Linked DNA regions of Mus musculus: all the other regions are linked to region 3. A link is a contact called in public HiCAR-type and promoter capture Hi-C data. All regions are on one chromosome and are shown on one strand. The core of a region is the stretch at or near the end of the contact, and the rest is flanking DNA. Distances in the headings are between cores, read along the strand shown.

What was found. HiCAR-type assays count read pairs that join an accessible place to other places. Capture Hi-C pulls out chosen DNA fragments and counts their contacts.
Region 1: a contact with region 3 is called in a promoter capture Hi-C map of adipose tissue. The contact joins two enhancer-like sites. A contact is called at or near these places in 2 of 115 datasets of contacts at active chromatin or transcription factors (embryonic stem cells and pancreatic cancer cells) and 3 of 9 other capture datasets (adipose tissue, liver and pancreatic islet).
Region 2: a contact with region 3 is called in a HiCAR-type map of embryonic stem cells, with 3 times the contacts expected there. The contact joins two enhancer-like sites. A contact is called at or near these places in 1 of 39 promoter capture datasets (the C10 cell line), 4 of 484 Hi-C or Micro-C datasets (bone marrow-derived macrophages, embryonic stem cells and muscle stem cells), 11 of 115 datasets of contacts at active chromatin or transcription factors (acute myeloid leukemia, embryonic basal ganglia, embryonic forebrain and 3 more) and 4 of 9 other capture datasets (adipose tissue, embryonic stem cells, liver and 1 more).

What each region holds. Positions count from the first base shown.
Region 1 is chr6:115,967,686-115,970,385 of GRCm38.p6, reverse strand. It overlaps Plxnd1 (plexin D1), which reads left to right. Exons shown (of 36, transcript NM_026376.3): 10 at 138-227; 11 at 417-510; 12 at 924-1,078; 13 at 1,567-1,718; 14 at 2,316-2,415; 15 at 2,498-2,637. Among named protein-coding and RNA genes, the nearest start is that of H1f8, 24 kb to the right of the region's middle. Within about 2 kb of position 1,390, at least 41 of the 459 cell types and tissues checked have an H3K27ac peak or open chromatin away from gene starts, as enhancers often do. A contact at or near this core is called in adipose tissue, where this site is marked.
Region 2 is chr6:115,885,853-115,888,552 of GRCm38.p6, reverse strand. Ift122 (intraflagellar transport 122) reads right to left here. Exons shown (of 29, transcript NM_001167763.1): 9 at 1,453-1,644; 10 at 1,188-1,326. Among named protein-coding and RNA genes, the nearest start is that of Ift122, 34 kb to the right of the region's middle. Within about 2 kb of position 1,437, at least 67 of the 459 cell types and tissues checked have an H3K27ac peak or open chromatin away from gene starts, as enhancers often do. A contact at or near this core is called in embryonic stem cells, where this site is marked.
Region 3 is chr6:116,106,638-116,109,337 of GRCm38.p6, reverse strand. The region is part of intron 3 of Tmcc1 (transmembrane and coiled coil domains 1); the gene reads left to right. Among named protein-coding and RNA genes, the nearest start is that of Tmcc1, 85 kb to the left of the region's middle. Within about 2 kb of position 1,422, at least 268 of the 459 cell types and tissues checked have an H3K27ac peak or open chromatin away from gene starts, as enhancers often do. A contact at or near this core is called in adipose tissue and embryonic stem cells, where this site is marked.

The sequences.
Region 1 (2,700 bases), core at 141-2,640, 140 kb after region 3:
ATGGCCAGGAAGGAGATTCTGGCAGCAAAAGCCTGGTGGAGTCCCTAGCCCCCCTGTCAATGTAGAGGCTGCCTCTGTGTTCTGACACAGGTATGGGGGATGGGTTCTAAGAAGGCTCCTCTGTCCTGTGTCTGCAGGGTTCCTCCCTCGAGTGCAGCTTTGGGCTGGAAGAGAGCTTTGAGGCTGTATGGGCGAATAACTCACTGGTCCGCTGCAACCAAGTGGTGGTAAGTGGTAAGGCCCAGCAGGGCAGGAGAAACCCATTCGGCCTCCTTCCTCTCACCCTGCCTGCTTCTGCCTTTTGCTTCTACCCCCGTCCCCCCCCCCCCCGCACCCCTGCTCTCATCCATCTTGGTGACACCCTTGCCCCTGCAAGAGACAGGCCCCACCCACCCTTGCCCTTCCTCATTTTGCAGCTGCACACAACCCAGAAGAGCCAGGTATTTCCACTGAGTCTGAAGCTGAAGGGGCCGCCAGACCGATTCCTAGACAGCCCTAACCCCATGACAGGTGAGTGTCCCGTCTATCCCACAGGCCAGGAGGTAGGGCCCAGCCCTGGCAGCCACAAGCACCATATCCCATAGGTGGCCAGCACTCACTGAGACAGCCTTACACCAATGACCGTTGTAACCCCCCAGAACCTTACTTCCCTCTCTGAGCCCTCTTGTCCCCGAATTAAGTGAGGTCACAAGCCTTTACTGCAAGATTCGCCAGGACTCAGTGAGCCGATCCCTATAAATCGTGTCCATAAAATGGGGGAGTCAGTAATTCCTCCACATGGGGTCCCTCCCCATGAGAAGGACTGTTGATGAGGCTGGGGCCTGGACACAGGGCAGCATAGGTAGGAGCTGGCCATGAACCTTATGGCTGCCAACCCCAGAGTCGTCTCACCTCAGGCTCACCGTGCTGTCCTTTGTCCACAGTTGTGGTCTACAACTGTGCTATGGGCAGCCCTGACTGTTCCCAGTGCCTGGGCCGTGAGGACCTGGGTCACCTCTGTGTTTGGAATGATGGCTGTCGTCTAAGAGGGCCCCTGCAGCCACTCCCTGGCACCTGCCCAGCCCCTGAAATCCGAGCGGTAAGCACACAACACGCCAGGCACACACAACATTCCTGGCTCATAGGTTACCTCCCGTGGCTAATGTCTTAGTGGGGCACAGACACTGGGAGGTGGAAGTAGAGGAAGCTAGGCTTTGATCCATTGATATTTCACAGCCACCCAGGAAACCTCTGACCGGGTGACAGTTGAGGATTTCAGCAGCTCAGCAGCCTGATTTGGTTAGGGGGAAAAAAAATCTTAGGGGAGGATTTTGATTGGCTTAGCATGGGTCAAGTACCCACCCTTAGCCCAGTCAGCTTCTGGCTTAGATGCTGAATCAGGCATAGCCATCAGGAACCCCGTGGCATCATCAGCCTTGGGACCCATGCAGCCCAGCCATCTGTTGCCCCAGGCCTCTGCTAAGCAGAGGGTCTGTGTGGCCCCACCTCCTGTGGGCACACATGACAGTGAGAGAGACACCCAGGCCTCAGACCTTCCCTTGCCTTGCCCCCCATCGCCCCTGGCAGATTGAGCCTCTGAGTGGCCCCTTGGACGGTGGGACTTTGCTGACCATCCGTGGCAGGAACTTGGGCCGTCGGCTCAGTGATGTGGCACATGGTGTGTGGATTGGCAGTGTGGCCTGTGAACCCCTGGCTGACAGATACACCGTTTCAGAGGAGTGAGTGTCAGGCATTGCCAACCTAATCCTTCCCCCCAGCCCTGTCCCTCACCCAACAGGGCACACTGCTGTGCCTGGGCCTTTCTATTGTCTCTGCCTGGGCCACTCCTTTATCCTGCCAGCTCTCTGCTGCCTCCTCAGAGAAGCCCTCGGGGCTCTGCCTCCTGCCACATAAGCAGAGCTTTGATGAGAACCACTTTGCTACTAGTAAAGTTTGGAGGGGGGAGGGGCTGGCGGGGTATAAAGGTCAGGGTGCAACAGCTGCCCCAACAGGGGATGTCTGCAAGAAGGTAATTAGCTGGGCTTCCTGTTGGAAGGCTCTGGGCCAGGCTTGCAGATAAGGGCATCAGGTGGACAGCCAGGCTAGCTGGGCAAGCTGCCTGGTATCAGAGACCATCTGAGCCTTGTCTCAGAGCCACTGATCTGGAGGAAACAGCAGAAGTGGCGTGCCTCTCTTGGCCAAACCTACGGTGACCATCTACGGAGAACATTGTTGGTTCGGCATTATGGCCCCAGTGGGAATGGGAGGCAGAGGCCATGGGCAGATACTATTTGGCACTGGTTCACCTTCTGCCCATTTGCCTGCCCCACCTTCAGGATCGTGTGTGCCACAGGGCCTGCCGCAGGGGCCTTCTCAGACGTGGTAACGGTGAACGTCTCCAAAGAAGGCAGGTCTCGGGAACAGTTCTCCTATGTGGTAAGTAGGCCACCACCTCTCACCACCCAGCTCATTCCCCACAAGCCTGCAGCCAGAGCCCAATCCCTTTCCTTCTCCCCAGCTGCCCACAGTCCACTCACTGGAGCCTTCCATGGGCCCAAAGGCCGGGGGTACAAGGATCACCATTCACGGCAGTGACCTCAACGTGGGCTCTATGCTCCAGGTCCTGGTGAATGACACGGACCCCTGCACAGATCTTACGTAAGCTTTCCCCACAGCCTGTCAGCTAAGCATGCCTTGCTCTGTCCCTTCTTGGCTTGGGGT
Region 2 (2,700 bases), core at 188-2,687, 220 kb after region 3:
CACTGCTGCTCTCTGAAGACCTGGGTTTCATTCCCAGTATCCATCTTAACTCCAGTTCCTGAGGATCTGTTGCCCTCTTCTGGCCTCCTCAAGTACTGCACACACATGGCACACAGACATGCAGGCACTCAGACATACACTTAAGAGTAAAACTAGGTCAGTCTGCTAACAACTCTCCCCAGAGCACCTGCCACATGGAGGCCTCTGTGCTGAGTGGGGTGCAGAGCTACATATGCTACCATTTCAGGGAGAAACAGAGCGGTCAAGCAGTCAATGCTACCGACACTTGTCCTGCATGGCTGAGGACATCTAGACTCATTCTGCACAGCAAAGAAGGCCCCTAGTGATCGGGAGCCCACCAAAATGACACATCTCATAGCCAGCCACACCCCTGCAACCTTCCCGACCACAGGGACTTCTATGTGGCAAGCTCTGCCTCTCTACAGACCAAGTGGGGTAAACACCATGGAGGATGTGCTGAGCTGTCCCAGTGGCTACATTCCTGCCACCTAGATGGAATTTCCAAAATAGATCTACCCTGGCAGGGACAAAAGAAGCCATCCTGAATCTACAGGGTGGTCCCCAACTGGAACCCCTATGCAAAGCCACCTGGCTATATCTGGTCAGCAGCATACAAATAGCATATGTGCTCAGCACATCCAGGGATGGACACCGCTGAGTGGAACTTGACCTCTTTCAGCTGCAGAGCTATTTATGTGAACAGAAGGGAACTGTCACATTTAGACTGGGCGAGGTTGGATCCCAGATCCCCTGACAAAGCCTGAGCCTATCTACTGCCCCTACAAGTCTAGTAGAAGGACCACCAAGAAGTGAGTAGAGGCTGAGGGGAAAGTATGCCAAAGTGGCTCTGACAGATATGGGTAAATGTCCACAAAGCCTCATGCACATCAGCCATTACAACTCTGACTTGTCAGCCTCCATGTCTCATGGAGTCCATTTTACACCATGGAATTATTTGTAAAATGTAAAGAGTTGGTGCTTTTAAAAAACAAAACAGGTTTTACTGCTTTTGCTAGATCCTCAAAGAGATCTTCATCCTCCTTCTACTGCTAGAAGCTAAAGCAAGGCCAGGGGAGATATTTCCTATTATTTCGAATGTGCTGTCCCTAGCCCAGTCCTCACCCCTTTTGCTAGTGTCTATAAGCAAGGGCAAGCTTGCCTCTTACCTTTCTGCTCTGTGATGAGGTGCTGCACGATGACGTCTGTCATGCTGTCCCTGTAGGCATACCGATCTTTGTAGAGCCCATGGACTGTGCTGAAGATGAGCTGGTAGAAGGAGATGGTGCCATCCTGGCAGCCGACCACCTGTGTACAGGAGAGCTGTCAATCTAGGCTGAGGGGAGGAGCCATCTCCCTTCCACCTATTAGGAGCACTGGCTGCCTGGGGCCTCCTCTAGCAATGCTCTGCAGGGTGAACTTCCTCTTACTCACCACATAATTGGAGTCAGGTTTCACTCTACAGGTCCACACCCAGGAGTTCTGCTCCCCAACGGTCCCCAGTCGCACTCCATCCTTGGTGAAAAGAGATACCTGCTTGTCTGAACCTCCCACCAAAATGTACTCTCCTTTAGTGAAGTAGCTGATGCAACAGGGGTCAAAGTTCAGTGGCCGATCCTTCCCAATCTGAGGAAAGAGAACATACAGCAAGTGAGACCAGTCTACAACCACAACCAGGAAGGGCTTCCTCGCCAACATTAGCCGGGTAGGGAGACCGGTAGGAAGGCAAGGGGGTGGGGGCTGCCTCTCCTGAGCTATTCCATCTCCTACGCAGGCCTCTCCACCTCTGGAGCCCACTCTTCCCCTCAACCCTGCCGAACCCTTGGCCCCTAAAGTCTGCCATGCCTGACCTAAGTACTGGGAAGTTAGCCAGCCCTCCTCAGCCATCCTGGAGGCCGGGGAGTCTTTCCCTCGCTCACCCAGCACACATGGCCGTCAGCCTACCCCAGCCTCTTCTCTGTTTATGTTCTGAGCTTATTCACTTGAAAAGACTGCCCTTTATTCTTTATTCAATTTAAGAAAAATGACCCTAAAAACCTAGTTTTTGCTTTAAGGTTTAGGGTCAATTTACAAATGTTTTCCTATTTATAAATCTAGTAAAAGTGAGCAGTCAATTGATGCTGACAGTTTAATGAAGGCAATTTGAACACATAAAACCACTGAAGGAGTCAGCTCCAACTGCAACTTAGTTAATTCCCTTCAACTAATTTAAACTGCAATTATAAATTTAGTATGTTCACTTTTCTTTCCTTTTTAGGAATTTCCAATGCCTAACAACCGAAAGCTTCCCTCCTACCTCCCAACGCTACAAAGTCTAATAAGAAAACCCTGGCACCTGTCATGGCATTGAGGCTGAAGCTACTGGCTGAGGCCTCGGACTCCTCTTCCAAGTAACAACCATCAACTCTAGACCAACTACAAGGACCAGCTGAAGGGACAAGTGACCAAAGCAGGCAGAAACTGAGCGAGGGGAACAGCCTCAGGCAAGAGGCTCTCAACACAGCTCCTTTTTGGATGGGCATAGAGTCTGAGATAGGCTGTTGTAGGTGAGGTGGGCTGTTGTAAGTGAGGTGGGTTGTTGTAGGTGAGGTGGGCTGTTGTAGGTGAGGTGGGCTGTTGTAGGTGAGATGGGCTATTGTAGGTGAGGTGGGCTGTTGTAGGTGAGGTGGGCTGTTGTAGGTG
Region 3 (2,700 bases), core at 173-2,672:
CACACACACACACACACACACACACACACCTCTTTCCAAGCAGACTATTTTTTCCTTTTCCTTGGTGACAGGATCTCACTGTACAGTCCAAATTGACTTTAGCTCATGATCCTCTCTGTTCCATCTCCTGAGTGTGCTGGGATTAGAGGTGATGGGTCACCAAGTTCAGCTCCAGAGACTATTTCATTTTCTGTGAGAAGAAAAAGCAATTTCTGCAGAAGTTCACTCTAAGCCAACTAACTTTGCACTTTGAAATTATTTTAATCCAGTATGCCTCAACCTTGCTAATGCTGCTCTACCCCTTTAATACAATTTCTCATATTATGGTGACCCCCCAAGCATAATTTTCATTGCTACTTAATAACTGTAATTTCACTATTGTTATAAATCATGATGTAATAAATATCTGATATTCAGGATATTTGATATGTGACCCCGTGAAAGGGTCTCACAATCCCCAAAGGGGTCATGACCCACAGGTTGAGAACCACTGTTTTAATCTGTTTGTTTCAGATTCAGGTTATTTTGCATACTCTACATCATAAATATGGGCCATTTTCCACTATTAGTCATAGTTGCTCTAAGTTGTTACTTTTAAGCTTTGAAACTTATATTATTTTTTTAAGCAGGAAAACCCTTTTGTATTTATGACTTTTAAGAGGCAAGATTTATGTTTTTGGAGCCTGCCTTGGTTTAAATTTGGTGTAACTTGTCAGTGATGTCAAAGATACTATGTCTCTGTAGAATGAGATGAGAGCATCTTGCATTCTATTTGTAAGTAATTGGAAGCCAGTGCAGGGAACTGGAGTAATTAAGAATAGCCTTGCAAGAAACTTGATTTTGTTTTCAAATTAATTTTTCCACTTTTCTTGACTGAAGAATATAATAACATATAATAATTATATTGAGGTTTTAGAGAAGGTTCCTAATTTGTCTGAAAAGTCCTCTAGCACAAACTTGAAAGGGATGTTTTGAGAAGTCAGTGGGACAGTAGATGTGACTTCTGATTGTACATCTGGAGTTTACACCTACCAAAGCCACAAACCTAGTACAGGTCCTAGTCCTGCACACAGAAATAGAGAGCACTGTAGGCACTAAACCCGTGGATACCAAGTTCTGTCCTCATTTGGAAGAAGAGGCTGGCTCATTTAGAGGAAGAAGAGTGGCCAGCGATCTTTGGATCTCCCCTGAGGTTGTCACTTTCCGTTTCCCTTTATTTGAATAGATGCACTCTAAGCTGGTCTATTTGATTTGTGCGCCAGTTTTTTAAAATACTTTGTTCCAACAAGAGAGGCATTCACCTCTGGAGGCCGCCTTACCCTTTAACTTGAGCCCGGAGTTGTAGTCACCGTCCAAGTATGCTCCCTGCACCTGACATTCCTTCCCACTGGAGCCTTTCGGTGAATAAGAGGAAAGGCTCGGCCAATTATACTAGACAAAGCCGCACAGCTGCGAGTCAGCTGGGAGGAGTTTCCGTTTGGAGCTGGAGCTGGTGGCGGCTGGCGCTCCCACCTCCTTTTTCCCCCTCGCCACCATCCCCTTCTATTCTCAGGGATTACCTGGGTGGAGGCCGGGCTCTGACTCTCGAACCGGGCAGCAGATGCTGCCATACCGGCAGGTGCCACCCACCTCTAGCCTCCGCCTCAAGAGCAAAGACCGGAGGCTCAGGTGGTACCCGGCACCCTGCCTGAAGGTTGGCGGGAGGGGAAGGGGTGGTCCTTACGGCTGGACCCTCCAGCTGACACAGGAAGTGCGGGGAGAGCCTGGCACTGGGCTGGGATCCGCCCCGCCTGCCGCTCCTAGGCTGTGCTGTCTCCGCAGAACAATGAAGTGCTTCCAAGTTTGCTGAGACTCCTGGGGAATGCATCGAACTCTGTCAGCCTTCAAATGTGCCGCCAGTGACTTCCCCCAAGAAGCTGTGTTTTAATAAAAGAAGAAAAAGACACCCTTTCTGGGTAGATCGCTTTGTTAGGAGATCCTCACGACCATGGTCCAGCGCTTTAGCCTCAGGCGGCAGCTCTCCAAGGTGGGTCAGTTTTCTGGTGTGTCTTACTGGGAACTCTGGCTTCTGCAGGGTTTCCTTTTTTGATGGGACTTTTATGTCAAGCCTGCCTTTCTCTGGTGCTAAGGAAGGTCTGGGGAGGAAGCTCTGCCTTTTGTTCTTTGATCTGATGGACACAAAGCTGAAGGTTGCCTGCACTGCCAGCCCCAGGCTGTATGCCCCTAAAACTGTAGCTGTCATCTTCAAATCTGGACCAACTTGTCATATTTACCCCTGACAGTTTCAGAAGAATGTGGGTAGGTAGTAATTGTAGGTCAGATGTATATATTTAATTAGCAAAATAATAGCTTGTAAATCAACAGAAGAAAGCCTGCCTGCTCTGTGGAATCAGGACTTTCATACAAATTTCACTAAACTCAAAAAAAAAAAAAAAAAAAAAAAAAAGCACAAAACAGTTGAAGAAGCCAAAAGCCACAGGAAAATCTTAAAGGTGAGGGGTTGTGTAGAGACTTAGATACCTAGTAGAGTGTGTAGGAAGCCTTCCAGGGAAGCTGGTGGAGCAGCTCTTTAGAGAGTTCTAAAAAGTCAGTTTCACGGAACACTTTCAAATATAAAATAAAAAAGTGTAGTGCCCTTTAAGAAAAGGTAGTTTTTATCGGTGGGCTCTCGTGGGTGCGGGCCCGTATGTAGTTTTAGCT